7 separate regions of the Mus musculus genome follow, and all the other regions are linked to region 1. A link is a contact called in public HiChIP or PLAC-seq and promoter capture Hi-C data. All regions are on one chromosome and are shown on one strand. Each heading gives the region's core, a stretch centred on a gene start, on an enhancer-like site or on the middle of the called end of the contact. The rest is flanking DNA. Distances are from core to core; before and after follow the strand shown. Region 1 holds the start of Sdf2l1 (stromal cell-derived factor 2-like 1). Region 2 holds the start of Dgcr2 (DiGeorge syndrome critical region gene 2). Region 3 holds the start of Spidr (scaffolding protein involved in DNA repair). Region 4 holds the start of Med15 (mediator complex subunit 15). Region 5 has its middle 17 kb from the start of B830017H08Rik. Region 6 holds the start of Klhl22 (kelch-like 22). Region 7 holds the start of Slc25a1 (solute carrier family 25 (mitochondrial carrier, citrate transporter), member 1).

What was found. Promoter capture Hi-C pulls out the DNA fragments that hold promoters and counts their contacts. HiChIP or PLAC-seq counts read pairs in DNA pulled down with a chosen protein or histone mark.
Region 2: an HNF4G HiChIP or PLAC-seq map of pancreatic cancer cells shows a contact between it and region 1. The contact joins the promoter of Dgcr2 here to the promoter of Sdf2l1 in region 1. A contact is called at or near these places in 1 of 39 promoter capture datasets (neural stem cells) and 1 of 115 datasets of contacts at active chromatin or transcription factors (pancreatic cancer cells).
Region 3: a contact with region 1 is called in a FOXA1 HiChIP or PLAC-seq map of pancreatic cancer cells. The contact joins the promoter of Spidr here to the promoter of Sdf2l1 in region 1. A contact is called at or near these places in 1 of 39 promoter capture datasets (pre-B cells) and 1 of 115 datasets of contacts at active chromatin or transcription factors (pancreatic cancer cells).
Region 4: a contact with region 1 is called in a promoter capture Hi-C map of pre-B cells, with 3 times the contacts expected there. The contact joins the promoter of Med15 here to the promoter of Sdf2l1 in region 1. A contact is called at or near these places in 2 of 39 promoter capture datasets (liver and pre-B cells) and 1 of 115 datasets of contacts at active chromatin or transcription factors (large pre-B cells).
Region 5: a contact with region 1 is called in an HNF4G HiChIP or PLAC-seq map of pancreatic cancer cells. The contact joins the enhancer-like site here to the promoter of Sdf2l1 in region 1. A contact is called at or near these places in 3 of 39 promoter capture datasets (cranial neural crest, liver and pre-B cells) and 2 of 115 datasets of contacts at active chromatin or transcription factors (embryonic stem cells and pancreatic cancer cells).
Region 6: a contact with region 1 is called in an HNF4G HiChIP or PLAC-seq map of pancreatic cancer cells. The contact joins the promoter of Klhl22 here to the promoter of Sdf2l1 in region 1. A contact is called at or near these places in 1 of 39 promoter capture datasets (pre-B cells), 1 of 115 datasets of contacts at active chromatin or transcription factors (pancreatic cancer cells) and 1 of 9 other capture datasets (adipose tissue).
Region 7: a contact with region 1 is called in an H3K27ac HiChIP or PLAC-seq map of microglia, with 4 times the contacts expected there. The contact joins the promoter of Slc25a1 here to the promoter of Sdf2l1 in region 1. A contact is called at or near these places in 2 of 115 datasets of contacts at active chromatin or transcription factors (lineage negative bone marrow cells and microglia).

What each region holds. Positions count from the first base shown.
Region 1 is chr16:17,130,888-17,133,944 of GRCm38.p6, forward strand. It overlaps Sdf2l1 (stromal cell-derived factor 2-like 1), which reads right to left and starts at 1,496. Exons shown (of 3, transcript NM_022324.3): 1 at 1,237-1,496; 2 at 710-906. The coding sequence starts at 1,423.
Region 2 is chr16:17,890,303-17,893,265 of GRCm38.p6, forward strand. It overlaps Dgcr2 (DiGeorge syndrome critical region gene 2), which reads right to left and starts at 1,426. Exons shown (of 10, transcript NM_010048.3): 1 at 1,084-1,426. The coding sequence starts at 1,162.
Region 3 is chr16:16,144,986-16,148,251 of GRCm38.p6, forward strand. It overlaps Spidr (scaffolding protein involved in DNA repair), which reads right to left and starts at 1,866. Exons shown (of 20, transcript NM_146068.4): 1 at 1,760-1,866. The coding sequence starts at 1,792.
Region 4 is chr16:17,721,531-17,724,688 of GRCm38.p6, forward strand. It overlaps Med15 (mediator complex subunit 15), which reads right to left and starts at 1,417. Exons shown (of 18, transcript NM_033609.3): 1 at 1,226-1,417. The coding sequence starts at 1,293.
Region 5 is chr16:17,814,222-17,817,308 of GRCm38.p6, forward strand. It overlaps the pseudogene Zfp520-ps. Among named protein-coding and RNA genes, the nearest start is that of B830017H08Rik, 17 kb to the right of the region's middle. Within about 2 kb of position 1,285, at least 112 of the 459 cell types and tissues checked have an H3K27ac peak or open chromatin away from gene starts, as enhancers often do. A contact at or near this core is called in pancreatic cancer cells, where this site is marked.
Region 6 is chr16:17,757,831-17,761,028 of GRCm38.p6, forward strand. It overlaps Klhl22 (kelch-like 22), which reads left to right and starts at 1,791. Exons shown (of 7, transcript NM_001359068.1): 1 at 1,791-1,864.
Region 7 is chr16:17,926,476-17,929,479 of GRCm38.p6, forward strand. It overlaps Slc25a1 (solute carrier family 25 (mitochondrial carrier, citrate transporter), member 1), which reads right to left and starts at 1,744. Exons shown (of 9, transcript NM_153150.2): 1 at 1,511-1,744; 2 at 1,070-1,177; 3 at 892-991; 4 at 679-817; 5 at 181-265; 6 at 1-64. The coding sequence starts at 1,604.

The DNA of each region.
Region 1 (3,057 bases), core at 246-2,745:
GCTCCTTTTCCTGACCTTCAGCATTCACAGCTATGAAAATGGAAGCCAAGAGTCCTGCCCTAGCTAGGCTCAGCGGCACACGCCTTTAAGCGTAGCACTCAGAAGGTATAGGCAGGCAGATCTCTGGGGGGTTTAAGGCCAGCCTGGTCTACATAGTGTGTTCTAGGACAGCCAGGGCTACATAGAGAAATCTGGTCTCAAAATAGACTCTCACCCCATTCTTCAGGTGCATAGAGCCTCTTGTATCAGACTGTGTAGTGCCAACTGGCCTTACCCCCAAATTCCCCTCCAACATTTTCCCCCTGAAACTCTCCAAAGCACTGTCAGATTCTCCCTGCGTCCCTCCCAGACCAGCTGCAATGAACACTGTACTTTAGTAGGAACTCTTTCGCAGAGGGGAAGGAGTAGGAAGAAGCTCCCACTTCTCTTTAAGACCCAGCCCTGAGTTTCTCCTTCCTGCAGTTTCCTATTATCTGCGCTGTGGGTCCACCTCTGTGTCCAAATACGAACTAATCTCTCACTTCTAACTCGGTGGAGAAAGTTACTGGGGACAGGACCCAGAGCAGGAGCTCCATAAACTTCTGAATAGAAACTCCCAATTCACAGTAGCTGACACTGAGTCCCCTCTTGGGCCCCTCCCCTACATCCCTCCCTCTGTCTTTGGGTCCCTGCCCCACGCAGCCTCTGTGGGTTTCGGAACGGGGCTTGCCTGGTTGTTGGATAGCGGCGACGGGAAGTGGTGCGTGTGCAGGTTCTTGCCGGTGAGCACGTGCGTGAGCCGCACTGCTTGCCCACAGCGCACTGGGAGTCCGCGCGGGCACCCACCCTCGGAGCCGCCGCGAATCCGCCAGTAACTATTGGCATCGTCGGACTCCTCCACGCCGGTTACCGACTGTTGGCCGCTGCCTGAAGAGTAACAGCCCACCCCACCCCGTGGATTCTTGTTAATCACAGACCTCCGGACCCTCGTCTTGAACACTAAAAAGTTTCCCTCACAGCCCCTACCACTCTAGGATCCAAAGAGCTCACCCCAGCCCAGGCCAGACCCTAAGTACCGGTGGACATCGCCCTCCCCCTTCCCGCGCATCCTCGATCCCTCAGGCTTGTCAGTCACGACCCACAAGCGAGTCTAGACTCGCAACCACCCAGCTCCCTGACAACCCACAGACCCCGCTAGGACCACCTAGTCTCTAAGCCCTCCGCCCCCTGGCGGTCCCAGTCACCACCCCTGCGCACCAGATCCGTATTTGATGTCGTGTGAGTGCAGCCGCACTTTGTGGTGGGTGTTGAGCAGCTTCAGCACTGACCCGCAGGTCACTAGCCCGGCGCTGGCCTTGGACGCGCCCCCACTCCGCACTGAGAGCGCCAGCAGCAGCCCCAGCAGCGTTGGCCCCGCTACCCTGCCCCGGCTCGCGCCCCACATCCCGCCAGCCGGCCAGGTTCCAGCTGCTCTAGACCTCTGCGCTTCCGTCCTCAACAGCGGCCAATCCAGCTCTGACAGCGCCCTCCCACGGCAGCCAATCGTCTGCGCGCGCGCGTTCCTCCTGCACTGCTATTGGACCGTGTGCAGCGGCCCCACCCCCAGCTTCCAAGGAGGTAGCTGGAAAGGGGTTGGAGACACCAGGAGGATTTTAACTGGTCCACGCTTCCGAGGACCCGCCAATAAAGCAGTGGCTGCGGCGAGCGTCCCCGGAGAGGCCACGGAAAGCCGCACACCCGGGTTGGTTGCTTCTAGTCACTTGGCTCCCGGTTAGAGATCCTCGGGTGTAGTAGGTATAGGAACCCCTTTGACCCTGGACCCCCTAAACTTTAGTCTCGTGTCCCTCCACTCAGACCCCGGGATAAAGCTACAGGTTCTTATGTTAATTACGAGATTTTGTGGTCTCAAAGTGGGCAGATAACAAAGTTATTGAAATCTCCTGGCCCCAGGAGTTAATCAAACTGAATCACATCAGTTTCTGGACCCCATGGTTTTTTAATTCTCTTAGTCATGCAGCTACTTGAGTCATTTGGTGGCAGAATCCTAAGGTTGCTGGATGACAAAGCTGTGAGCCCTCTCTCTCTCTCTCTCTCACACACACACACACACACACACTCACACAGTGCTGGCGCGCGCGCTCACGTACACACATTCACTCTATCCATCCATCCATCTGTTGAGTATTCACAAAGGAACTGCCCCTCCAGGCTACATTACTAAGAAGCTGATGAAGCATGTACTTAGGGCACTAGCTAGATACGCAGTAAAGTTTATGTTTGCATTAAAGTTTATGTTTCCGTCTGCAGATGTAGCTCAGTTGAGTGAGTCCAGCAAGCGCAAAACCCTGGATTTGATCCTTAGCAAATCAACCCTCAAGTAGTGGAGGCAGGAAGTTCAAGAATAAGTCTGAGGTCATCCGCCTAGAGAGGATGACAGGCAGACAACATGTTTCTAAGTAAGCTGTGTCAGAATAGTTAGAATCAAAATAGAGTCATTTGTCAGGCCTTTAACCCTAACACACACATGAATATGAGGCTGAGAAGGAGGGGATCTCGTGCATGAATGTCTAACAAGAATAATTTACAAAAGGCTCAGCCAGAACTGCCTTTCACAAAGGACCACAGCCTCACACAAAATATCTCTGCTTACACTCCAGAGCCAAAATGGGGGAACCAAAAATTCTTTTAACTTTTATGGGGCCTCACCTCATGACATTTTATATTTGTTTCCGTCTCTCTCTCTCTCTCTCTCTCTCTCTCTCACAGAAACTTTTTAAAACAGTTTTTTTTTTTTTATGTATATGAGTTGTAGCTGTCTTCAGACACACTAGAAGAGGGCATTGGATCCCATTACAGATGGTTGTGAGCCACCATGTAGTTGCTGGGAACTGAACTCAGGAACTCTGGAAGACAGTGCTCTTAACCAGTGAGCCATCTCTCCAGCCCTTGAAGTGGAGACTTAAGGACTCTATGTGTCAGTTGCATTGGGTTGATGTTTTGTTGGAGCAAACATGTGAAGGAACGTTTTGCTGAAGTGGACATAGATGAAAAGCTAAGACAGACTCATGAAGGAACATT
Region 2 (2,963 bases), core at 176-2,675, 760 kb after region 1:
GCTACTTTACAACCAGTCAGTTCACTATGCAGAGCAGCTGGCTTTTCCCTTCCTGGAGCCCAGGGAAACGCTCTGTTCAGTTGAGTGTTGTCTTGGGCTTGGTCACTGAGGCTCTGGCAGACATTTCCACATGGGACAAAAGCACAAAGCCAAGCATTGAAATATGTTGCAGGATGGGAGCTGAGATAGGACACTGCTGAGGGTGCACCCACCTGTTCTGACACCCAGTCATGATGTCACCCATAGAAGACTTGCCTGGGGCATTCCTTCATGGGAACCTTCCTCTGCTAAAAGCATTAAGAGCTCTACTTACCACCGCCCTAGTACAGAGGAGTCTCTGAAAGTTCACAGACAAGACATCCCTGCTGGGATCCCTAAAGGGACAGTGAGGCTGTACTGGTATTCCTGTGCCTGATGGATAAATTGACCTGGCTTTGTTGCGGAAGTAGGGTGCAGTGAAGGTTTTTTTTTGCAGGGGGGGGGGCACAGTTCAGAAGTATCTGAAATAAGCAGAAAAGGGACCTGAGGTTCCCCACCACACAAAACTCCAAGGGAGTATCAAAAGTAGTTAATCACACCACACAAAGCACTAAGTGCCAGGCACCGCTGAAAGGACTCTCCCCTGCACCTGGTACTCAGTTTACTCCCAGTACCTCCTTTGGGCAGGGCTGGACTTCTGTGATAAAGCGTTTCACTAAGTGGCAATGAGCAACCAGACATCGCTGTCCAGGGCTGAAACGCTGGCACTAGGCCACAATTGGGCGGACACTTGGGGCACCAGGTGCCTCCACAAGCTGCTTCCAAGACTTCCACTCAGCCAAGCAGAAGGGTGCGCCCGAGACGCAGCTCCTGGCCAGTGGGTCCCAGAGCACGCGGCGCTCGGTGGACCTGGGTCTAAAGGCAACATCCTCGAGGCTCCGAACCCTGGTACACTCCAATTTGTGCCAGGGCAGGGGACGCCCAGAGGCCCGCGGCCAGGCCTCGCCTGTGCCGGGCCGAGGAGCAGTAGCCCCCAGCAGCCGCGGGGGAACGGACGTCCGCAGCCCCACCCCCGACCGCGCCCCCACCCTCAGCACCGCGCACCTGGCCGCAGCGGCTCGGTGACAGTGAGAACCAGCAGGAAGAGCAGCAGGAAGGCACCGCTGTCTGCCTTGGGCACCATTTATCCTCCGTTCATCGTCCCCGGGGCAGCCGCGTGACCCCGCGGGGAGGCCGGACCTGGCCGAGAGGAGTGGGTGAAGGCCGGACTCCGACCTGGGGCTGAGGGGCGGCAGGCGAGGGATCCAGCTGGGCCGCGGCAAGAGAACGCCACCGACTCGCGCGCACTCTAGGCCGCAGGAGCGGGATGAGATTCCGGCTCGCGCAAGATGGCGGCCGTCCTGCTCCGGCCCGCGCCACCCCGCCTCCGGCCCGCACTAACCAATGAACGCCGAGCTGGGCGGGGGGTGGGGTGGCGGAGGGAGGTAGGACCCGAGCTCCAGACGCGGGGCGGGGCATGAGCACGAGAGGCCTAGGGAATGAGCGAGTGGGCGGGGCCAAGGGCGGGGCTAGCAGGAAATGAGGCGTGCCATTGGCTGAACCGAGAGGTGGGACGCAGCCTTGGCAGCGAGGTACCAAAAGGGGTCCCTAGTGCTGGTAGGGTCACAAGGACTGACAGTGCTGGCGCCAGGGTCTGGGGTGGGTAGGAGTGGGGAATCCGGGATTAGTGAATTGAGGAGGTATAGCTGGACCTGAACGATCTTTACTCCTGGAGGCCCAGGTCTGTCCCAGTGCCAACATATTCCCTAAAGTGGTCTTCTAAACGCCGAACGGCTGTGAAGAAAGTGAAGAGCTCTAGTGAAAATAAAGGACCAGCAGTCTCTGTGGATCAGGGAATGGCACAAAGAATATCAACAGAGGAGGAAATGGCTTAATGGATGTCAGAATCTAACAGAGAAGCCCAGAGTCTCTGGACCAGATCTGGGGAAGGAGCTGCCTATACAATGGAGAAAAAAAGCCCAGGCAGAGACAGGGCTAAAGCCTGGGAACAAGGCTCCACATGCTAAACTCACACCTGCCTTCATGAACAGCATGAACGTGGAAGGAGAGACAGCAAATGAAAAACCAATCTGTTCAGGGGAAGGAAGTGAAAAGTGGGGAAGGCCAGTCACCTCCAGCATATCTGACTCACTCTTATTGCCCCTCCACCAAAGTCCCAGGATTTCAACCTACGATAGATACATGGAGCCATGAGTGAAAGATGCTAACTTGTTATAGGTAGGTAAAGTCAAGGTCAAGTCGTCAGACATTCCAACTTTACCAGGTCTTGGCCCAAGATGTTGGACATAGGACTTGTCACAACAGATGGGGGGTTCCTTGCTGGCAGAAGCAAGGGTACCTGTCCAGTGCTGCTCTGGGCACTCAGATAGTTTTATGGCACATTCCCAGCACTGAGTACAAGATCCAGGCCTAGCCTTCTGCCCCCATACCCACCCCCACTGCAAATCTGCCCTGGGAGCTCAGCCAGAGCTCTGAGTTGGGCAGGTCCTTTGGAGGGAACTCAGCCAAGTGCAGTCTTCCTGCCAACTGTCCACCTGCAGAGCCGCCGTTAAGAGTCCAGGAAAGGTTTGGAAGAGAAAAGAGCAGGACAGGAAGTGAGAAGTCTGGCTGAGCGGTACAATGAAAGCACAGAGTTAACTCCTTAACCCACCACCACCACTACCACCACTGGGCCAGGAGATAAAGAACCTGAAGTCGGCCCAGGTCTGTCTCAGGGCCCAAAACACATTCAAAAGTGCTCTTTTAAAAGGTGAAGCCCCAGGCTGGTGAGATGGCTCAGCAGGTAAGAATACTAACTATTCTTCCAAAGGTCCTGAGTTCAAATCCCAGCAACCACATGGTGGCTCAAAACTACCTGCAATGAGTACATCTGAAGTCAGCTACAGTGTACTTATAATAATAAATAAATCTTTGGGCCGGAGTGA
Region 3 (3,266 bases), core at 616-3,115, 990 kb before region 1:
ATGGAACTAACAAACTGAAACTTACCACAACCACCACCACCCTGGCCCCTACCTCAGTGAATTTGGGAGAAGACTTCTCTGGAGAAGTCTTGGGAGAAGCTACAACCATAAGCTTAAACTACAGTCAGAATCCTGATAGCAATACTTGTGGAAAGCTGCTTCACTTTTGAGACAATCTTTACATAACAGTTAAGTAACACAACTACTGAAAAGAAAAGCTATTGGAAACTAATAAAATGAAGAGGGCAGAAAGAAATAACAAAAACAACAGATTTCTAAGTTAGGAAAAATTGCTAGGGCCCTGATAAGCTAAACAAATGGTTTCATAACACACTGTAATTTCTTTATGCTGTAGTGACAGCTAAAAATCGCAGTCCAGGGCAAACTCTTAAAGTTGTGAAAAGGCGCCGGGCATGGTGGCGCATGCCTTTAATCCCAGCACTTGGGAGGCAGAGGCAGGCGGATTTTTGAGTTCTAGGCCAGCCTGGTCTACAAAGTGAGTTCCAGGTCAGCCAGGGCTATACAGAGAAACCCTGTCTCAAAAAACCAAAAAAAAAAAAAAAAAAAAAAAGAAGAAGAAGAAGAAGAAGAAGAAGAAAGAAAGAAAGAAAAGAAAAGAAAAGAAAAGAAAAGAAAAGAAAAGAAAAGAAAAGAAAAGAAAAGAAAAGAAAAGAAAAGAAAAGAAGCCGGGCGTGGTGGCGCACGCCTTTAATCCCAGAACTCGGGAGGCAGAGGCAGGAGGATTTCTGAGTTCAAGGCCAGCCTGGTCTACACAGAGAAACCTTGTCTCGAAAAAAAAAAAAAAAAAAAAGTTGTTGAGAATAGGCACAAAGTCAAAATTTGGAGCTGGGCAGTTAGGAGAAGTGAATGAGCAGCTATAAGAGTGAATCAGGACTTTAGGGACGCTTAAATAAATGTATACAGTTAGCAAGGGTATCGAGGGCTGCAAGAACTAATTTATGTTAGATGTAGAAATGTTTTAATTCCTTGATTTTTTCATCTTTTAGTCTTCCTGAAATTTAAATTAGTCTTTTAAATCATAAGTTATACGTGCTTTTACTCTCTAAATAAGTTACAAAGTTCACAGTGTCATCTTTCAAGGCTATCTGAGAAATAAGTACGAATGGTAGTGTTAAGGGAGTTTAGCATTTAGTGAAAGGAAGAGCAGGTGAGGGAATGAAGCACCGTTTGCTGTTCTAAATTTTGAGTATTATGAAATAATCATCTGTAAGTGAGGAACTTTGAAAAGGCAAAATATGATCCAAGAGAAACACAATGTCGGAGAAATGTAGAGGATCGCTTAAATTTCATCCATGTAACAGTTCCTACAACAGTGCCTACAGTATACAGGGACTGCGGGAGACACGGGAGAAGCACGCCTCTCAGAAAGTTTAGGCGGGAAAGCAAAGTGTAGCAAAAGATGCCTGGGACAGAAGAGATACTCCAATACCCACTACTGTCTTGGTGTGTTAAGCAACAAAATAAAACGGAGGCAAATGAACTGCCAGACGCCAGCTCACACTCACTCCGAATCAATTCGTCCTCCCTGTCAGCCACCCACCCGCTTGGTTCCCAGGACCATTCAGCAGACCTGGGCAGAGGCAGAGCGAGGGAACCCTGCCTAGACCGACCGCCACCAACGGGCTCGTGCCGGTCAGACTGGGCGCACCAGCTCCCTTCACCGGACCAGGGACAGGCACGAGAAGCCCACAGAGGTTACACGCCCGCCCTCTGCTTTCATAGCAACAGCACAGCGTACCTTGGACGTGCCGGGGCGGCGGGCTCCAGACATCTCCTACGTGCACAGTCTTCCTGCTCGCCGCCCCATCCGGAAGCCGCCCATCACGCGCCCCGCCCCCTTCCCTCTGGCGACGCCCCTTCCCGCGCCCCGCCCCCTTTCCTCCGGAGACGCCCCTTCCCGCGCCCCGCCCCTTGCGAAAGCCGTCGTCTCAAGTTCCACGGGCTCAAACTGAGGGAGCTGCTGTCTAGGCTCTTCCTCTCGCTCTTTAGGGAGCCTGAGAGCTGATCTACAGGTCATCCTCTCTCCTAGCTAAGCAAAGCCTTAGAGCAGTAACCAGTGATGTGTTAGAATAGCGGGTCACCAAGAAGCACACTAGGCCCAGGCAGTTCAACGTGAAGAGGTTTTATTGAGAGGGAGAGATAAGGGAGTGGCAGAGAGAGAAGAGAAGAGAGCGAGGAGGGGGTGTTCTCCTTATTTATATGGAAAATGATGTAACACAAGTAAGGGTGGGAGGTGAGCCAAGTGAGTTCTGGGATATGGTGGTCGTTGGCTTGGCAGCCGTAAACTAGAATTCAATAATTATTGTTAATTAGTAATAAAACATAAGTAAGCCAGGAAAAGGAATAGTACTTCTCTAACTAATGAGGAATTCTTAAATATAAAATTCATAAATATCAAGAGCAAAGATTTCCTATTTAAAAAAAAAAACTATAGGAACACTAGTTGGATTTGTTATAAAGTAGGTTTCACATACTATAGATCTGGGAAAAGCCAGAGAGCTTACATTCTTAAATTTCTAGATGCTGGTTCAGGGAACATTTTAATGTGGAAGATGAAGCCGTTCCTTGGATGTTTTAAAGCGCTAGGACATAGTTGTCTATGTATGTTCAAACCAGCAGGACAGAGAGCTGCTACTTGAGTGGAAACTGGATTAACAGGGTTTCTAGTGTCGAAAAAAACACTAAATAAGTCCTTGTCAAGAATGTGTTTGCATGGGACTTAAGTAGAAACTAGATTAGCGGAGGCATATTCTATAAAGATATATATTGAAGAAAATATTAAATAAACTATATTGTTGAAAACTTGGAGTGGACAATGGAAAGGATTCTCAGAAAGTTGTATTTACAGATGTGTACAGAAGAGGAGCTTAGAGCCTGGGTGGTGACTTTATTCTCTAACTGAAAGATAGGCAGAGTGGGAAACAAGGCCCTTAATGAATTAAAAATACTACTGCAAGTGGAGCAGTTTTTGATATGCCATTCTGCAAAGGGGGACTACAGCATAGGAGAAAAAAGGACAAAATGACTGGCTTACTGACGTAACACAAGACAGTGGGGTTTTCTGTCTGCTTTGGGTTTCTGTTTGTTTCTTCCACTGGTTAGCTTGTTTGTTTGTGTTTGTTGAGACAGGGTCTCTCACTACTTAGCCCTGACTATCCTAGAACTTACAGTGTAGACCAGGCTAGCCTCAACTCAGAGATTTTCCTGTCTCTGCCTCCTGAGTGCTGAGATTACTGCTGTGCACT
Region 4 (3,158 bases), core at 167-2,666, 590 kb after region 1:
CCAAAGGAAAAAAACTCCCCAAATTGCCTATTTGGCCTCTCTTGGGTCCCTAATTCATCTCCAGGGACTCAGGGGCCTTCCCAACACTAATGCTGCACCACCTCAAGGCAGACCACGTGTAAAACACTGGAGGAAGGGCCGGGCAGTGATCCCAGCGCTTGGGAGGTAGAAGTAGGCAGATTTCTGAGTTCCAGGACAGCCAGGACTACACAGAGAAACCCTGTCTCGAAAAACTAAAAAACAAACAAACAAACAAACAAAAAACCACGGGTACAAGTTGTTTGCCCAAAACACCCAACACTAACCATGCCAGCATCTGCTCATCCTCATGATGTATCCTTGACTACTTTGCTTCAAAGACCCAGAACTCTCCACCTACAGCCGTCCATCCTGATGCTTTCACAATCATCTGCTGGGAATGGTGGCCTGTCACCCTCCTACTTTTCTCTCTAGAGCTCAATCTGTCACCTACTCGAGGCTGCTCCAGTCTACTCAACTGACACTTTAGCACCCACAAAAATGACTGAGCATTGGCACGACTGTACTGTTTCTTTACAGACAGACAGTACCAACCCTCAGGGGAAAAGCTGTGCCACAGGCAATTTTCTGAACACTTTAGGAAACTCAGTAAAATGGCTAAGTGCAACAAGCACTCTGCAGTGCTCCGTGGGCAGAGGGCATCCCTGCCCTTCACTCCCGAAGTTCCCACAGCTATTTCCTGCTACCCTTTGGCCAAGTTGACACACCTTGTGGAAGAAACCGGAGCACTCTTCTATTCCACTGCCTACAACCCAAACACATCAATCTTCCAATTTACCTTCCTTCCAGCCTCCTCCAACTCATTGATGTGGTTTTCGTTTTATTTATTTATTTTATAAAAGAAGCCACGCGGCACCCGTGTAAAATCTCTGGCTGCCTCATTCTCTTTCTATATTCGGTGCGAATCGAAGCAAAGGAAAATCTGCACACAAATGACGAGGCGGCTCAGGACGATGACTCACTAGCCAGGGCACTAGCTGGGTTTGCAGAGTTCCTCCCCAGAAAAACTAGCCAGCAGTCCCTGTCTGCCGAGAAAGGCCAGAGAGACTCCAGGAGGACCCTTGTACGTCCCCGGCACCCAGCGGACACCGCAGCTTCTGACCAGGGTCAAGAGCGGGTCTAGCCCGGCCTCACCCTCCCCGCCCGGAAGGTCCGACCACCGGTCCTTGCCCCAGGCCACACTCACATTTGGCTGACCAGCTTCTGCCGAAAGGCGGCGCTACGCCAGTCGGTCTCCTGCCCCGAAACGTCCATGCCCGGAGCCCCTACTCTTGTAGCCCGAGTCCCTACCGGCCACCCCCGGCGCCGCCGCCTCTACCACAGCGACAGGCCCGAACCCGGAAGCCGAGCGATCCCGCTACTGGGCCACGCCGGAAGTACAGGAAGAATTGTGGGAAATGAAGTCTTGCTTTTGTATACGCATGCGCGCCACAGAAAGAGAGAGGAAGAGAGGAAGGGGAGAGGGGGAGAGGGGAAGAGGGAGAAGGGGAGAGGGGGAGAGGGGGAGAGGGGGAGAGGGAGACACAGAGGGAGAGACAGAGATACAGAGGCGGAAACACAGACAGAGGCAGAAACAGAGAGAAAGACAGAAAAAAGAGACAGAAAGACAGACACAGAGACAGATACAGAGACAGAGAGAGACACACATGCGGACACATAGACACACACACACCACACACAGACACACATACAGAGTCTATGTATATTTTGTTGCCAGTGTTGGGATAATTGCTAATGTATAACATATTTTTGGTATTTTAAATAAATTTGGTATTTAAATATTGAGATTTTAATTTCTAACATATGTTAAGTGTACATAAGTATATGTACATTCTACAGTCATCAAAATAAAGCTAGTATTTCACCAACAAGCAATGTTAGGTTTAGGATCTCTGCTCATTGAATCATTAAGCTCCATATTTAAAAGGAAAGCAAAAGCATTATTTCTGTTAATGTTTTCTCTGTGGTTCATATTCCTTGCTTCTTAGTGGTGCATCCCTTAATACAGGACATTTTGGTCTAAGTGGATAATTGTTGCTGGGCTTATGTGTCTCGAGTTCACCTTTCAATGTTTATATGATTTAAGTTTAGAGTAGAGATTACAAGGTAACTAACCAATTTTGTAAGTCTTCATTTTTTCCAACAATATGTAAGGCCTCATTTTAGAACTTTGTTTGTCCCAGCACTTGGGAGGCAGAGGCAGGCAGATCTCTGTTGAATTCAAGGCAGCCTGGTTTACATACTGAGTTCCAGGACAACCAGGGCCTATGTAGAGACACATTGTCTCAAACAAACAAAAACAAACAACACCCAAAATGAACCCCAAAATAAATAAATAAATAGACAAATAAAGAAATAAATAAAATACATGTGTTTATTATTATAGAAGAAAGCACCCTTTAAAAAAAAAAACTTTTGGCCTTTGGAAAAGTCTTAAACACAAATGAATTAAAAACTGAGTGTCAGGGCTGGAGAGATGGCTCAGAGGTTAAGAGCACTGACTGTTCTTCCAGAGGTCCTGTGTTCAATTCCCAGCAACCACATGGTGGCTCACATCCAATGTACTGTTTTGGTGTGCCAGAATATCTGAAGACAGCTACAGTATATACATGAAATAAATAAATAAATAAATCTAAAAAAAAAAAAAAACCCCTGAGTGTGGGGGCTGGAGAGATGGCTCAGCCATTAAGAGCATTGATCTATTGCTCTCTTCTGGTGTGTCTGAAGACAGTTACAATATACTCATATACATAAAATAAGTAAGTCTTTAAAAAACTGAGTATGGGGGTTGGGGATTTAGCTCAGTGGTAAAGTGCTTGCCTAGCAAGCCCAAGGCCCTGGGTTCGGTCCTCAGCTCCGGAAAAAAGAAAAAAAAAAAAAAAAAAAAAAAAAAAAAAAAAAAAAACTGAGTATGACAAAACTTAAAAAGAAAATTCAAAACCACCAAGCATGGTGGTGCGTGGTGATGCATGGTGGTGCAGGTATGGTGCTGAAGACATGGTGGTGCATGGTAGTGCATGGTAGTGGAGGCATGGTGGTGCATGGTGGTGCAAGCATGGTGGTTCAGGCATGGTGGTGTATGGTGATGAAGACATGGTAGTGCATGGTGGTGCAGGCAT
Region 5 (3,087 bases), core at 35-2,534, 680 kb after region 1:
CGGGTTTATCCAGTCCTAGGGGATCTAATCTACTTTTCTGGCCTCTGTGGGTACCAGGCACCCAGGCAATGCACTAGCATACATGTAGGCAAAGCACCTAAATAACAATTAAAAATTCACTGGGAAATGTCAGGGTCTCACTAGTTCAGCTAGACTGGCTGGCTGGAGAGCTTCAAGAGCCTGCTGGTTCCTGTTCTGCTCAGAGGTGGGCGTACACCTGTCCACTACACCTGGCTTTCACACAGGTTATGGAGGTGCACACTCAGGCCTTCACACTTGCATGGCAAAAAGCAGTTTACCCACTTACACATCTGCACAGCCCTTATTTTCTTTTAAAAGAAAATGCCAGCTGGGAGGAGGTGATGCACACCTTTCATTCCAGCACTTGGTAGGCCAAGGCCAGTCTGATCTGTGGGAAGAGTTCCAGGACAACCGGGGCTACACGGAGAAACTCTATTTCATAAATAAATAAATAAATAAATAAGACAATTTTTAAAAAGAAAGGAAGGAAGGAAGAGAGAGGAGAGAGAGAGAGAGAGAGAGAGAGAGAGAGAGAGAGAGAGAGAGAGAGAAGGAAAAATGCCTGTGTCTAGCTGCAAAAACTCTCATGGCTCTGGCCCCACTAAGCATGTTGGTAGGATGACTTCTTCCCTAGCCATGACCATATCTAGTAGGAGGGAATGGCTTGTGAGAGACTACTTTAAGGTCAAGCCAGGCTTTTTCACCTGGAGGGACAGTCGTCTGGCTCTGAGAATCTAGAGCTGATGACTTGGGAGAGTGGGGAAGTAACCGGCGAGTGTCACCCTGATTGACAGATTTGTTCTCCAGGGGTCAGTTGTATCACACACAGCTTTGCTATGCTCAAAGCATTTATGGGGTCCATGCCACTCGCCTTGGTATTCCCTGCATCCAGCAGGCTGCCAGGCATGGAGCTCAGCAAGCCCCTATTGAACTCCTCACAGTGCAACCTCTGGCGCTCCAAGTGTGAGTTCCAGCAGAAATCCTTCCCGCCCTGGAAAGCCTTCTCTCCCGGGGTGAACCTTCCTGTGTGTGGTAAGACAGTGGTTCTGGGTGAAGGTCTTGCCGCACTTGTGGCATTTGTAGGGCTTCTCGCCAGTTTGGCTGCACCATGAGGTAGGAGTACAAGCTGAAGGCCTTAACGCACTCGAAGCACCGGAACGACTTCTCCCCGCTGTGGGTGCGCTGGTGCACCCCATGTCCCAGGGGCAGCAGAGCCGCACTCGCAGTACTTGAAGGGCATGTCGCCGTGTGCGCCCTCTGGTGGAGGGCGAGGCCCGCGCGCCTGTGGGAGGCCTTGGCGCAGTCCCAGCACTTGAGTGGCTTGTGGCCACGGTGGATCTCCTCGTGCACGGTGAGCGAAGAGTGGCAGGCGAAGGCCTTGCCACAGCCGCACCTGCAGGGCCTCTCACCCGTGTGGCCGTAGAGGTGGCGGGTGAGGTGCGTGCGCTGGTTGAAGGCCTTGGCGCACTCGGCGGCGCATGCGTAGGGTCTCACCCCGATGCGCGCTGGGCGGTGCGTGCTGAACAGCGAGCTGCCCCTGGAGGCCTTCTCGCGGGCACCGCGCTTGTAGGGCCGATCGCCCGCGTGCACCGCGGGTGCGCGTTGGGGCATGAGTAGCAGCGTGGCTGCGCTGGTGCTCCACGAGGTCGGCGCTCCAGAGGCCTTGCTGCACTCGTGGCATCTGAAGGCCATTGCGCAAGTGCAGCGAAAGGGCCGGGAGCTTTGCAGGAATACCTTCCCGCACTGGCTGACTTGCTCTCCGCAGCGTCAGTGCCCACCCACCTCATGCTGTCTGTGCTCTCGTGTAGATTGCCTGGGCTCTTCTGACGGTTGCTGTGCTCTTTGGTGGTTCTGAGGCAGTCCCTTTGTGGACTGGATGTCCTTGCTGCATCTGGCAGATGAGTGTTCAGTGAGAGTGCCTTGATCAAAGGAGAGGGGGCACCCTAGAGGGACAGCCTCCTCAGTCCCACTGTGGCTGCCAAGGCTCTCCTTTATGAGGTCGCTCCCACTAGCAATAGGAGCTGGCTTCCACAGCGCAGCCTCGCTCCCCAGTGCAGTGTCATTCTGCAGCTCCCAGGCCAGGATACTACCTGGGCTGCCTCCCATCTGACCTGCCTGAGAATCAAAGCCTGATATAGCCCTGTATTGTAAATGTCCTCCAATTATCTCAGGCTCCACCTTCCAATCTCTAAGAGATTGAAGCAGAGTTTTCTGTACGGAGCAGAAGCATGGCCCTGGAGCTCAGACTGGGTTGCTGGACTGGAGTTGCAAATAAACCAGAAAATTAAATAGAAAACCAAAAGCACCCGGAAGTCCAGAGGCACAAAAGCAGAGTGCCCAAGTGAACCGCCAAAGGAACTCTTCCAGCTGAAGACCCAGCCAGGCTTCTAATCAATCCCCGAGGGCTGAGATCAGGATCAGGTCTCGGGATCAGGAGCTGATTCAGTCCCAGATACATCCACCCACAGATTGCACTGGCATAAACTCAAGTCTAAAAATGTGAGCCAGCAGTTCTGTGGTGCCTCAGGGGAAAGAGGACTGCCTCCTCTCACTCTTTAGTACTCCGTCCCAACAGCTGGCGCTGCTTGAACACATCAGAAACGTAGCAGCAGACCTCTTGATGGGTTTGCCTCCTAGGATGTCCTCTGTGGAGCTATCCTGTGAGGTAGTGCGTGTGCACAAGGGCTGCCCCAACCTCACTTTCCTTGCTCACCTCTGACCTCGGCAGTGTGCTATATCTGACTACTCAGGAACAACTCCACTGTTGCCTCTGACCGGGGAGATTCTCACCTTACTCTGCAGGAGTTTAGTTTGAGATAGAACAGTGCTTCTCAAAAAGATACAAGAAGTAGGCCTGGCATGGTGGCTCACATCTTTAATCCCACTGCTCAGGATGCAGAGGCTGTTGAATCTCTGTGAGTTCGAGGCCAGCCTGTCTACATAGTGAGCATAGGACAGCCAGGGCTGTGTAGAGAGACCCCTGTTTCAAAAAACAAAAATAAAACAATCATACAAGAAGTTGCATTTTCTCTTGGAGGAGACCAGACAACCAAATTAGATGGGTTG
Region 6 (3,198 bases), core at 541-3,040, 630 kb after region 1:
AGGTTTCTTACAGGGATATAGGTGATAGGTTACTTAAGGAGCAGAAATGACTCAAAGACAGCTGCACAGCAGGCTGGGAGCCTGGAGCACACTGCACAGCCTGCAGGCAGGGGAGGAGTTTGGAGAGTCCTTTCCAGGTATCTCAGATGGCCTAAACCTCTTCCAGGCAGCCCAGCTGCTTTCTGGTTTGTCAAGGCAGCTGGTCTGGTCTGAGTCTACTGTGCAGCTTTTCTCCTCTGAGAGTCTTTTGTGCAGCTCAGTTTCACCTGTCTCAGCTTTTATTATTTCTCTGACAGGGAGGGACCAAGTGTATTTGGTCAGTTTCAAGGACTTCCTGAAACTATTTTGAATTTTTTAACCTTCCTGCTTAAGGAGTTTTTCTGAAGAATAGAATGCTCCAATCTTGGGGAAAACTGTTATACAAGGAGAAAACGAATCTTCCTTTCAAATCCAGAGACCAAAGTGGGCTTAGGTCTTTAGAATGGGAAGAGCTTCATACTATATAAACTAGGTTTGGGGCATAGACTTTGAGATTTCTTCCTATTCTGCTATTCTGTATCTCTAGAACTTTCTAGTGGGTGACCTGTTTCAGTTGTGTTTTCCGATAGTCAGAAGTGACAAGGGAGTGTTGTCTTCTACTTTTTGTTGGATCTCATATATTTGCTGATGGTATCTCTTGCTAGAATACTTTTATCATGGTCTAAAAGTCTCCAGCAACACAGGTGGAGTCATTTGGTCCAGGGAGCCCTGACAGGTAGAAGTTCACGTGCATTGGGTGCCTCCTTTTCTAGAGGCTGGGTCTTTTCATCTGGATCTATAGCTAGGCCTCCGGGCAGCAATTAGGGTTCCCCTAAAACAGCCTTTCTTTTATTCATTTTCTTCTTCCTTTTTTTCTCCCCCTTTTCATGAGGAGGCTTCCTTGGCGACATCTTTTCTCTTACATTCTCCACCATATTGAAACTACAATTTCCCCCCATCTATCTGTAAGAAGGCCCTACAGCTCCACTCTTGGATTCTGCTATAGGTATGCGCCCCTCAGAGTGTGGTCCTCCTCGAGGTGAAGCAGAGAAAAGTGGGTGTCCCCAGGACAGCTAGGGGCAGGTGAGTTTTGGGACTGGGAACCAGATTTACTCTGGAGTCTCAGAAAAGAGGAAAATCAACACTTGTCCGTACATAAAGCCTTTGCTTGTTTTCACTCTCCACAGCAAGCACCGGACGAGGAGCCTTCCAAAGTCTAAAGTACAATGACAGAAGAAACCAGGGAGCGACAAGGAGGAAATAAGAGGCAGAAGGAAGACCTCAGACAATAAATAGGGCTGTGAGGGAAAGGAAAACAGAAAGAGATAGAGAGGGTGGGAGCGACCTAGAGAGGAAGCAAGGAAGAAGCAAGAAGGAGGGGACAAGTGAGACGATGAGTGAAGTAATAGACGCACGATGAAGAGGGAAGGAAGTAATGCAGGAGAAACGAAGAAATGACTGGGGGAGGAAACGGGAAAGTGAGGGAAGGAAGGAGTCGATGAGGGAGATGGTGAGTGAAAGGGTGTGAAGAGACAAGCCAGTGAAGAAGCTATGAGTGAGAGAATGAGTGAGGGTTAGAATGAGGCCAGGAGAAAGGGAAAGAAGGAGGGCCTAGGTTTGCACCTTCAATAGGCACCTCGAGGGTGGAGCTTCCGGACAGCGGATCCTTCGGAAGAGCAGCCGGGGTCTGACCCTTCAGCCTCTTCCCGCCCCGCCCAACAGCGACCCCCCCTAGAGTCCCCTTGCGCCTGCGCGGCATCCCACGTGACGGAGAGGCTCCGCCCCCACCTCCAGCCTCCCGCCTCCCGCCTGCTGCGAGAGCGGCCTCAGCTTGCGGCAGCACCAGGTCAGCTGCGAGGCATGTACCGTGCGGGCCCGGCAGGCCTTCTTCGCCGAGCTTGTGCTGCACGCGGGGATGGGAGAGGGAGCGGGGATGGCGGAGGGCGCGGAGATCTGGGCCAAGTACCGCGGGCGCCTGGGGCGGGCACGGGCGACTGCCTGACGTGGCGGGGGCTTGGCCGGGCGACCCCCGGGCGTCCGGCGCGGGCCTGGCGCTGTGGCGCGGGCCCGCCGAGGCCTGCGCGTGGCTGAAGCGGACCGTGGCCCTCGCAGCCCGGTTGGTCAGGTTCTGTCGCCAGCCGTGGGTCCGAGTGTGGCCTCTGGCCTGTCCCCGTCCCTCGAAGCTATTCGAGCAGGGATTGCAACAGGCAGCGGGCGGGCCTGGCTGCCTCTCCCGGCGTGACCTCAAGCTCATCAGCCGCGGCTGCGGTTGTTGAGAGAAGCCGGAGAGCAAGCGCTGTCAGTGCAAAATCCCCGGATTGTACTAGTTTAGATCCTGTACAGGCCGAACGAACGGACCTGTCCGGGCGCAACGGGGCCACCTTCTGCCCGCGGCTGCTTCCTAGGGTAAGGCCTGATCTCCGAGATGCTCCTCGTCCGTGCTCTGGGAAAGAAGCCATAGAGCACGTCAACACCTCTTGGATGCTCCCTCCCACCCCCGTGGTAATAAGGACCCGCTCCCTCTTCTGCTCTTCCCAAGCTGCTGTTTTTCCTTTTGTTGCACACCTTACGTTGTGGTTCAGATGCGTTGAGGACAGATACGGAATGGGAGCCCCCACAGAAGGTTGAGGATGCCTTTCCAGTAAATGATTCCTTGAAGATTCCTCTAAAATTTGTTTCAGTGCACAGCTGTTTGTAGTAGCAAACAATGGTAGGGAACCTAGTTTATATGTGTGAGAGGGGCATGAAGTTATAAGCAGAAGCTAAAGGAATGTGTAGAGGAATATCTTAGATCTGCAGTCACCGTAGTCTCCTTAATGTTTTGTCGTTTAAAAAAAAAGAGTGAAGCCAGGTGTGGTGGTCCCTGCCTTTAATCCCAGCACTCTGGAGGTAGAGTTCTGTGAGTTTGAGGCCAGGCTGATCACCAAAGAGTTCCGTGACAGCGAAGGCTGTTAGAAACAAGTGGTCTGTATGTGCACCTGGGTGAAGGTGCTCTAGAGACCAGCAGAGGGCGCCTCCACCCGATGTCAGCGCTGGGAGCTCCAGTTCCGGGCAGGAATAGTTTTGCATTAAGTGCACTGAGCACTCTAACCCCACCTCTTCCTTATAGGCAACTTTGTGATCTTTTTGTATCAGCACTCCGGAGTGGTGGAGTTACAGATCTGTTACCATCCTGTCTGG
Region 7 (3,004 bases), core at 494-2,993, 800 kb after region 1:
ATGGCTTGGTTTGAGCCCTGCTTCAGTACAGTCGCAGTAAGGCCTTGGTATGTTCCCTTTAGCCCTTGGGACAGGCAGACAGGAGTCAAGCTGGAGCCTTCCAGGCCCTGCCTGCAGTCAAGGGGGAGCCACTCAAGTAGATGCTGTCCCACTTAGCAGGTCTCCATTCTCCAGGCTTACCTTGTTCCCGAATAATCTCTCTAACCCCGTGGAAAAATCCTCGGTACTTGGGGTTGGAGGAAGTCTGGTCATGGATGAACTTCACCTAAAAGGAAGGAAGCAATGGCCCTGGTTCCTGGCCACATCTGCACTTTATCTGGCAGACCCAGACCTTACCAACGTTAGGCCAAAGCTGGGGACTCCCAGCTCTTCTGCAGGAAATCCCTAGGCTGTTCTTGAGTTCCATTACACATAGGCCCCAAGACCTCAGAGGGTTTCCCCAGCGTTACATTTGCTATTTCCTAGACTTTGAATAGTGAGTTATGCTTTGAAGACTTCGCTCATGCTTTTATTACGCATGAGCCGCCACAGGAGACCCTTTCTGCCACCATTTACCACGAACCTGGTGCATATGTGTGGGGACCCTTCCCACCTTGACAGCCTCCATGGGGGCACATGCCATTAAAACCTGGGAGCCCGAAGATACCCTGGCTACCCCTGAAAGGCTCAATCCCTCACCTTGATGGTCTCCATAGGGCACACGACTACCACTGCTTCTGCCACGCCGGCACCCAGACCGCACAATAGTCCTCTCCTGCTGTCGAGCCTACCTTGGGCATCCCGCATGTGGTTGCTGAGGAACTCGAACATCCCAAACCTAATGAAGAAGACATGTGAGGGGGCCCGCTGCGGCCACTCCCTCCGGGTCGTTTCAACAGAGCAGAGTCTCACCTGACAGCCGCCTTGGGGATGGAGCCGTAGAGCAAGGAGCTGAGGCCGCGGTACAGGCCCAGGACGCCATGGCTGCGGACAGTTTGCCGCACGCAGTCTCCTACGGGAGGCGCGGTCAAGACCCTAGCTCCTCTGCTCCGCAGTGTCCCCCTAGCCACCCCCGGGAGTCCCTCCTTACCGATGCCCCGGTACCGCGGTGGGTTCGCTCGTTCATCTAGCTGCAGCTGCGTCTTCACGTATTCGGTCGGGAAGGTGATGCAGATTTCGATGCCTCCAGCCAGGCCGCCTGTGGGGACCAAATGCCTGGGGCTAGGGACACCCTTGCCCGGTGGACCCAGCCGCTACCGCTGCCACCGCTGCCGCCGCCGCGCGGCCCCTCCCCCGCCCGGACTTTGCCCGCGTCGCTGCCAGCGTCCCGACGATGCCCACGCCCCCACCCGGTGGTCTCCGCCTGGAGTGCCCAAGAGACTCTGAGCGACAGCAGACGAGTGGACTTAGGGGTCCCGGGTCGCAACCCCGACACCTCCGCCCCTCCGGAAGTTGGGCGGGGCCTGGGCGTCCCCGGCCCACCCGGAAGCGCTGTCGGACAGGCTCTGAGTTGGGGTTCCGAGTGACCCACCTGCTAGGATTGCCTTCCCGGGGTGCGTCAGTTTGGGCTTCCCGGACCCCGGCGCGGCGGCCGACAGAGCGCGGGGCCCGCGAGGCGCAGCCATAGCGGGCAGGAGGAGAGGCGCCCGGCGTCGACCTCGGGTCCGAGCCTCCGGCGCGGGGTTCTCGGGAAGCAGCGGAGCCGGAGGCTACTGAGACCACGACCAATTCTGGTCCGGGAGGCGGGGTGGTCACGTCAGCTCCCGGGCTCCGCCCCGCGTGGCCTGAGCTGAGCCCCGCCCACGCCACGCCCCGTGCCAGCCGGGAAACTGAGGCTTGGGCGGGATGCACTGGGGCACGCGTCGGGGCGGAGAGCTGAGAGCAGCCAATGGCCGGTGCTGGATTCCGGGGAGACGGAGAACCCCGCCGGAGGCGTGGTCTCCGGACAGCAACGCTAAGCCAAGGCGGGTAGCAGTGGGTCAAGGTGCAGTTTAGAGACACGTGCGTCTGGAGCGCGCCTTGGGGTTAAGGTGGGCCTCGAGATCCTGGGGGCGATGTAGGGACACATCCACCCCGGTGCGTGAATTCAGTCTTCTGAATTATTGTAATAACAGAGCTTGGCCTTCGTGCACCCTCCCGGGCAGTGCGATGATCACTCTGCCCTTCCCGGATTCGTCCGGAAACAGAATTTTCCTAGGCAGGTTCCCCCGACAAATGCAGGTTTCCCTTCCTTTCAGTTTCTAGCGAATCTTTGAAGGGCCTATTAAGTTGGCCTTTGTCCCGCCTACCCACACAATCACCAGGCAGAGCTGCTTTGCTCTGATAAACATGTTTTAATATTTATGGTCGGCAGGAGGCTCAAAGTCTTGAGAAGTCTTTGTTGCCACACATATCCTCAAAGCCGCCTGGAGGGGGCAGCCCTAGCCGGCTTGGGGTGAAGCTCCCAGGAGTCTTTGCAGACCTTTGGAGGCCTAAGGGTCCACCTCCCTGCTGTCTGAAAGGAAGCAGTCGCTGGGGGTGGTCAGTGATCTCCCCCAGCTCTGGGTTGGCTCAGAAGCTATCACAGGGCTTTAGCTAAAACAGAGTGCCCAGATATTGTACCTCCCAGTTGGAGTCCTTTGTGATTCCTTTCCCAGAAAAGGTTAAATGGGTTGAGGGTTGGGTGTGGACACATTACCCAGTATAAACAAAAGCACTCAAAGGAGGCTCCTTGTAGGCAGGCGCTGTAGAGTATTAATAGGGTAAGCCTGTAGGATAGCAGAGGAGAGCCTATAGCTAGTCTGGCTTCTGCTGGTTTTTTTTGGGGGGGGGGTCGGGTTGGGGGATTGTGGGTTGTAGTACTTGTACTGAATGCCATTGTGTGGTCGAGGGGCAGAAGGAACAGGATCAATTCCACTCATCAGAGCCTAAGGCACTGGGCCAGCAGATGTCTGGAGGCAAGGAGTATGGGGATGGCAGTTGGGGGCCAGTGGGAGGTTGGCCAGGCTAGAGGTGCAGCTGGAACACCCCCCCCCCCACACACACA